Linked DNA regions of Bos taurus: region 2 is linked to region 1. Evidence: chromatin contacts called from public Hi-C data. All regions are on one chromosome and are shown on one strand. Each heading gives the region's core, a stretch centred on a gene start, on an enhancer-like site or on the middle of the called end of the contact. The rest is flanking DNA. Distances are from core to core; before and after follow the strand shown. Region 1 has its middle 43 kb from the start of EYA3. Region 2 overlaps SMPDL3B (sphingomyelin phosphodiesterase acid like 3B).

The links. A called contact is a pair of places that touch in the nucleus more often than the background predicts.
Region 2: a Hi-C map of liver shows a contact between it and region 1, with 2.9 times the contacts expected there. The contact joins two enhancer-like sites. A contact is called at or near these places in 2 of 11 Hi-C or Micro-C datasets (liver and skeletal muscle).

The regions. Positions count from the first base shown.
Region 1 is chr2:125,271,672-125,275,294 of ARS-UCD2.0, forward strand. It overlaps a transcript of EYA3 not described here. Among named protein-coding and RNA genes, the nearest start is that of EYA3, 43 kb to the right of the region's middle. Within about 2 kb of position 1,725, at least 15 of the 102 cell types and tissues checked have an H3K27ac peak or open chromatin away from gene starts, as enhancers often do. A contact at or near this core is called in liver, where this site is marked.
Region 2 is chr2:125,418,442-125,422,531 of ARS-UCD2.0, forward strand. SMPDL3B (sphingomyelin phosphodiesterase acid like 3B) reads right to left here. Exons shown (of 8, transcript NM_001100379.1): 2 at 178-391. Among named protein-coding and RNA genes, the nearest start is that of SMPDL3B, 12 kb to the right of the region's middle. Within about 2 kb of position 1,835, at least 8 of the 102 cell types and tissues checked have an H3K27ac peak or open chromatin away from gene starts, as enhancers often do. A contact at or near this core is called in liver, where this site is marked.

The sequences.
Region 1 (3,623 bases), core at 475-2,974:
ACCACTTCCAGCTACACAATCACTAGTTGTCCCCATGTGTTTGTATGTATACACAAACACACACACACACACAAACACACACACACACACACAGGCCATGCCACGACACATGCAGGATCTTAGTTCTCCAACCAGGGATTGAATCTGAGTTCCCTGCAGTGGAAGCGCAGAATTCTAATCACTGGACAACCAGGGAAGTTCTATATTTTCTAGTAACAATTTTATTTGAGGTAAAATTCACATATCACAAAACTTACCATTTTAAAATGACTAATTCTGTGGTTTTTAGTACATTCATGCAAAGGTTGGCAACCACTGTTACTAACTTCAAAACATTTTTATCATCCCCCAAAAAACCCTGTACCCGCTAGCAAATTCCTATTTCCCCCTTCCTCAGCCCCTGGCAAACAGTAATCTTAACAATTGATCTTAAGGTAAAACATTCAATTTTTACTATTAAGTACTATTGTGCTATCTGTGGGGCTTCTGTAGATGACATTCATCAGGCTAAGAAAGAGCCCTTCTATTCCTAGTTTGTTGAGTGTTGGATTTTGTTAAATGTTGGATTTTGTCAAATTTTTTATGCATCTGTTGAGATAATCATATGTTTTGTCCTTTATCCTGTTAATATGGCATATTACGTTGACTGTTATATAAATATGAGCATATTTTTAACACACTCCATGTTGCTATGTTAAATCATCCTATAGGCTTATAAGCTCAGGTGGTTGAACCTAATTTAAAGAAAATTTGATAGATAACAATACAGAGTTACACAATTATATGCTTGGGTACTTAGGTTATCATTTTTTTTTTTTTCGCCATAGTTTTTCTGAAGGAAAATGTTCACTGTGAAAGCATATAAAATATACTGCAAAAACATGTGTTTAGTCTTCTTACAAACTATCTGTTTGGGGCTTCTCTGATAGCTCAGTTGGTAAAGAATCCGTCTGCAATGCAGGAGACCCCAGTTTGACTCCTGGGTCAAGAAGATCCCCTGGAGAAGGGAAAGGCTACCCATTCAGGGATTCTGGCCAGGAGAATTTCATGGACTGTATAGTCCACGGGGTCGCAAAGAGTCAGACACGACTGAGCGACTTTCACTATCACTATATATTGATGTCAGTCTCTCTGCGGCTGAGAAAAGCCACAGCACGCATGATGACAGGTTGTCCTGGGCAAAATGGTCCCCAGCGCAAAGTCTACTGCCTCTATGGGGCTTCTCTAAGTCACCAAGGCATCTGTGGGATATATTGCTGGCCTCTAGGGGGCAGGAGTCTCCTGGCTAGAAAATAGAATGAGGCTTGAATAAAGATAGCAGTTCAAGAGTCCACATTCTCCTTCTGTCTTTTCTTTTTAAAAAGTTCTCTCTTCTGAGACTTCCCTGGCAGTCCAGTGGTTAAGAATCTGCCTTCCAATGCAGGGGGACACAGGTTTGATCCCTGTTTGGGGAAACTAATCCCACAAGCTGTGGGCCGATTAAGCTCGTGCGTCACAAATACTGAGCCTGCACACTGCAACTAAGACCTGACACAGTCAAATAAATAAATAATTTAAAAATTCTCTTCTGGAACTTTCTGTGCTGAGAGAAGTTGTTATAGCAGATCTTGGGGCAGACGGAGAGAGCGGTGCATTCAGCTTGGCCAGTTACTACATTGAGGACATCTATTTTGTCCATTGTTCTTTCCTTTGGGGAACTTCTCTCCCACCCCCACCCTATGTGACACTCACAAGGCTGCCAATCATAGGACTACCTCTCTGACCACAGGAGTGACTCAACTCTGAGTCAACTAAACTTTCTCAGGACTTTGCAACCTTGAGAGGAAACACTTGGGGATGGAAGGTAGTTGGTGCTGAATTATTTGATGTGTTTACCTGGAAAAGTAGTTCTTATATGTGGTCCCTGGATCACCAGCATCAGCATCTGGGAACTTGTCAGAAATACAAATTCCCGGACCCCACCCCACATCTTCTGAATCAGAAATTCTGGGTGGAGGCCCCAGCAATCTGTGTTTTAACAAGTCTTCCAGGTGATTCTGACCTAGAAGAGACTAGATATTTCTGCTAGTGGGATTCCCAGAGTTGACTTGGATCTTGTCCTTTCCTAGAACTCGGCTGTAAGATCTTCCCTGGATGCTTTGATATCCTCGGTGTCCTTCTAATAAATTTCTTTTTGGTTTTGCTGTATTTAAGAGAGCCAGAGTTGCCTTCTGTCCAGGTTGCCTGTTTACAACCTAAAGACTCTGACTGATGGCCGTCTCACCTGATTCAAAGCTTCACAGACCCTTCTTCAACCATGGATCTTTGCATCATATACAAGGTTGCACTGTTCAGCTTCATCTTGGTATTTGTGTTTAGCTGCAGCCCCAATTCTAGCCCAAACAGAGCCCAGCAGGGCTTCTGACCGAGCTCCATCAATGCCCTGCCTGTTATAGTTCAGTTGCCTCCCCCAATAACACAGGCTTTTGTATTTTCCAAGAACTCTTTATAAAAACCTCTTCTCCCATTCCTGCACTTATTTGACCCCTCTCTTCTTTCATCTTAGCTCCTAACTCCCTTTCTAACTATTAATGACAACCATTAGTATCATGCAGTTTGTCTTCTGTATTAGTTGAGGAACAGAATAGCTGTTTTAATAAAGAGATTAAAAATACAGAATACTTTAAATATGTATATCTTGTTTAATAGTTGCTGCTGTTTTATCTCTTTAAGCCTCTGAGTGGATCAGAGTGAATTCAGAGGTGAGTGCTTCTGCCCCAGGTGTCACTGAAGGACACTAGTTCCCTCTCTCTTGTTGATCTGCCTTTTCCTAGGACTTTGTTATTTCTGTTTTCCTTTGTTTGTTTGTTATATATATTTTTCCTAGGACATTGCTGAAACAAGCTCTCTATTGCTACACCTACATTCCCAGCCTGTGGGAAAGGGGGGCAAAGAGGAAGTAGATGGCTAACAATTTCCTTCTAGGACATGATGTAGAAGAAGTGATGCTCATATCCATTCTAGTAAGTACCACTGACTTTCAGTACCACCGAATGTCCGTGTAACTCAGTCAATGAGAGGGTTAGAGAAGTATACTGGGGGACTTCTGGGAAAGCTTTTGCTTTCCTAGTAAAGAGTTAGCCGTGACTGGAGCTTCCCCTTAGCTGTTCTTCCTTCTTTGAAAGTGCATGTGAGGCCTGGAGCTGGGGCAATCATCTATGACTATGGGGTAGCGAGCATGAGGGAAAGGACAAAATTCCTGCAGTGGTACTGAGCCGGAGAGAACCAAGGCCAGAGCTTGCCTTAGCATCTTGTTATGTGAAAACAAGCAATCAAAAATCCCAGAAACACATACCTGCTTGTTTAAGCAATTTAAAATGTTCTTTTCACATCTTTTTTGATCCACTTCCTAGAGTAATGAAAATAAAAACAAAATAAAGAAGTGTGACCCAGTTAAACTTAAAAAGTTTTGCATAGCAAAAGAAACCATAACCAAAATGAAAAGACAATCCACAGAAAAAAATATTTGCAAATGAAGCAACTGAGCAGGGATTAATCTCCAAAATACAGAAACTGCTCTCATAGCTCAATATCAAAAAAACAAGCTGCCCAATCAAAAATGGGTGGAAGATCTAAAAAGACAT
Region 2 (4,090 bases), core at 585-3,084, 150 kb after region 1:
CACAGACCCTGGAATCAGCCAGGCCCAGGCTCCCATGGACAAGCTTTGAGTTTCAGGTTCATCCTCTCTGCAACAGGGCTGGTGTGAGGACTAAGGGAGATGGTTTGGGGCAGGTGCCAGGAGGGCAAGGGGCATTCGCAGTGGCTAGGGAAGGGTAGCTGTGGTGACGGCTCTCACCCAGTCCAGAGGATGAAGTCTGGCTCTGGCTCGATCTCCTTCATGGCATAGATGGAGGAGTTGATAAGGATCCAGGGAGAATCACAGAGGTAGTCGCCCCAGGGGCCTGCGTTGGGCACCGGCTGGGAGCCTGCAGACGGGCATACCTGGAGAGGGTCTTCAGACACCTTGTAGTCAGGGTCCAGGTGCAGGTCAGAGATGTGCCAGAACTTCCCTGCAGGGACAAGGAGACCCCTTTAATATGGGTTCCTCCCTGAGCCTGGCTAGGGAGGGATCAGGAGAACCCTGGGGTAGGAGAGGGGAGTTTACACAGGTGAAAGGAAGTTTTCTCCAAATCCAGGGCTGGGCTTTGCCCAGGGAGGCACTGAGCAGAGCAGAAAATAGGCTTGGTTCTGTCCCTGACCTCTGACCTTTGACAAGACCCTTTCTATTTCCCCACCTCAGTGTTCCCAGCAGCAGCAGGAGGGATTGGACTGTGTGACCTTCAGGAATCCTTCAGGAGTTCTATGTAGAACTTTGTTTTAAAGCAAAGATGAGTTAAGCACCCAGGTTCTGGAACCACATACTAGCTGTGTGACTCTGGGTGAGAAGCTTCACCTCTCTGAGCCAATAACTAGAGCTAAATGTTATGCTCTAGGGAAATATATACAAAAATCTGGGAGAAGGCTTACACACCAAAGGCATCATAAGATCTTGCTAATTAATACCAGCAAAAGGCTGGGGAATATGTGTGGAAATAAAAAGGAAAGAAGGCTGAGCACTGAAGAATTGATGTGCTTGAACGGTGGTGTTGGAGAAGACTCTTGGACTGCAAGGAGATCAAACCAGTCAATCCTAAAGGAAATCAACCCTGAATATTCATTAGAAGGACTAATGACGAAGCTGAAGCTCCAATACTTTGACCACCTGATGCGAAGAGCCGACTCACTGGAAAAGACCCTGATTCTGGGAAAGATTGAAGGCAGGAGAAGGGAATGACAGAGAGTGAGATGGTTGGATGGCATCACCAACTCAATGGACATGAGTTTGAGCAGGCTCCCAGATATAGTGATGGACAGGGAAGCCTGGCATGCTGCATTCCATGGGGTCACAAAGAGTCAGACATGACTGAGCTACTGAACAACAAAAATGTGTGGAAATGGTGTTTATGAGTAGTAGACCAGAAAAGGTGGAATGTCATTTCAGACTGGCTTGAATTTCTCATTGTGGGCCTACTTGTTAGTGACTCTGGACGTGAGGTGAAATGCCAAAAATCTCTAGGTGTAACACAAAGAAGGGAATCTAAAGAAACAGGCTTTGGAGTGGCTTTCTCATCTGCATCCAGCACAGGGCCTGGTACACGTAAGTGGTTTCAATGATGCCTATTGAAGGAGAGGTTGAACAGGTTTGGCCTCTCCCCTAATTCCTGTTTCCAGAATTTCCTCACTTTCCATCATTGCTCTCACTTCCTCCTCCACTTCCTGTGTCACTTAGCGCCAACAGTCAACACCCACCCATCCCAGTAAAATGGGCCTGGGCCTGGGAGTCTGCCTTCTATTGCTTTCAGGGTTGGCTAGCCAGTCCCCGACTCTTTCCACCCTCCCTTCCCCACACCCCCAGTGACTCCAAGACCAAAGGTAAAGTCTGGACTCTGATCTCACTCTTTGATGCTCCTGAGCTTTGGCCCACCTCTCCTGATCTAAACCTGGTCTCTGGAAAGAATCAGAAACTTGTTCATACCAAGGTACACACGACTGATTAAACAAACCGTGGTCCCTCCCACGATCATTATATAATCATCCTCCTCACAGCCCTGAAGGGATTGACCATTATCCCCTTTCCATTTTGGTGATAAAGAAATGAAAGTTCAGAGGTCAACATGCTTGAGATCACATGGTAAATGCTGGGGGTGGGGTGGGTGGGAGTCCTCTGGCTCCCTAATCACTCCCAGGAAAATGTGATTGCTAAGGGGGTAAAATCAATGCCTTTTATTTTAACTCTTTTTGTAGATCGTCTATGCATGCATTTTAAGTTTTTACCCTAACTGAGACTCTTTGTTTATACTGGGGGAATTAAAACTTTTCACACGAATTGTGGTCACTAACATATTTGACTGCAGCCATGAAATTAAAAGACGCTTACTCCTTGGAAGGAAAGTTATGACCAACCTAGATAGCATATTCAAAAGCAGAGACATTACTTTGCCAACAAAGGTCCGTCTAGTCAAAGATATGGTTTTTCCAGTGGTCATGTATGGATGTGAGAGTTGGACTGTGAAGAAAGCTGAGCGCTGAAGAATTGATGCTTTTGAACTGTGGTGTTGGAGAAGACTCTTGAGAGTCCCTTGGACTGCAAGGAGAGCCAACCAGTCCATTCTGAAGGAGATCAGCCCTGGGATTCCTTTGGAAGGAATGATGCTAAAGCTGAAACTCCAGTACTTTGGCCACCTCATGCGAAGAGTTGACTCATTGGAAAAGACTCTGATGCTGGGTGGGATTGGGGGCAGGAGGAGAAGGGGACGACAGAGGATGAGGTGGCTGGATAGCATCACTGACTCGATGGACGTGAGTCTGAGTGAACTCCAGAAGTTGGTGATGGACAGGGAGGCCTGGCGTGCTGCGATTCATGGGATCGCAAAGAGTCGGACATAACTGAGCGACTGAACTGAACTGAACTGAAGTGAACATATTTGAAATTACTCCTACAGGGGCAACATCCTAAGGCAGAGAAAAGAAAGCAACCACCCCATTTCATCAGGAAAGTGGGCAGAGTTGAGGGGCTTTCCTGCCAGCAGCGGTAAGTGGGTCATACCAGCTTCCAGTCAGGCCAGCCGGGTTGGCTATGGAAGCTTGAGGAACTTTTCCCTTCTCTCTGGCATGTGGGCGCCTTGCTTCCTCTGCAGACCATACAGAGGTCATCCCTTTGCCTCAAGCGGGCACTTTCTCAGCAAACCACAAACATGGAGCAGCTCTTCCCCTTTGATGTCAGCCCTCAAAGTTCTCAACAAGCATTTCTTCACCTCAGAAACTCCTTGTCTGAGGCTCGAGTGTCAGCTGTTGGTTTCTCTCTTCCGGCAAGTTCCGGACTAGTCAGTGTAGAACTGGAACTCCTTCCATGCTCCCTTGGGCTTCCTATGACCTCTGAGTGCATATGTGAGTGTGCGTGTGCGTGTGTATGTGTGTAGATGCTTGTCTTTATGCCCACGGCCTCAAAGGCCTGACTCTGGGAGAGGTCAGAAGAGTGGAAAGAATGGCAGAGAGGGCCAGAGGTTCAGACATGGGCAGCCTTAGGCTCCAGTCTCCTCATTGTGGAGGCCGACCATAGACCTCTCCTCTTCTCCTTGGCCCGACCCCCCCCGCCCCCACTCCCTCTCCTCACAAGGCCTCTTTTCTGACTCCTCTGCCGCTTTCCCCAGTCCTCTCGGGTCATTGCACGGCTGCCTTCTCTTCTTCATTGAGGTCTCAGCTGGAGAATCATCTCCTCAGATAAGACTTCTCTGACTGCCTTTGCTCAAGTTCCACTTCTTCCCACCCATCTGGTCTCTAGCTGGGTGACTCCACATGACTCTCCCATTTTATTTTTTCAGAGCACTCTCACACATGAAATTATCTTGTTGACTTGGCTGTTGGCATCTGCCCTGTCTACAGTGTCAGAGTGCTTGATCCCAGAATGCTTTCATAATACATCTGTGCTACCCATAAGAGACGGGAGCCACAGGCTTCTATGGAATTAGTCACAGACTATAAGGAATTGAGGTCTAATTATCATGTCATGGAGAAGAAGGTGAGCACAGGGACCCTGAAGAGGGAGGCAGGTTACTGGGTTTCCTCATCCAGGGCCCCTTGGACTGCAAGGAGATCAAACCAGTCAATCCTAAAGGAAATCAATCCTGAATATTCATTAGAAGGACTGATGTTGAAGCTGAAGCTCCCAT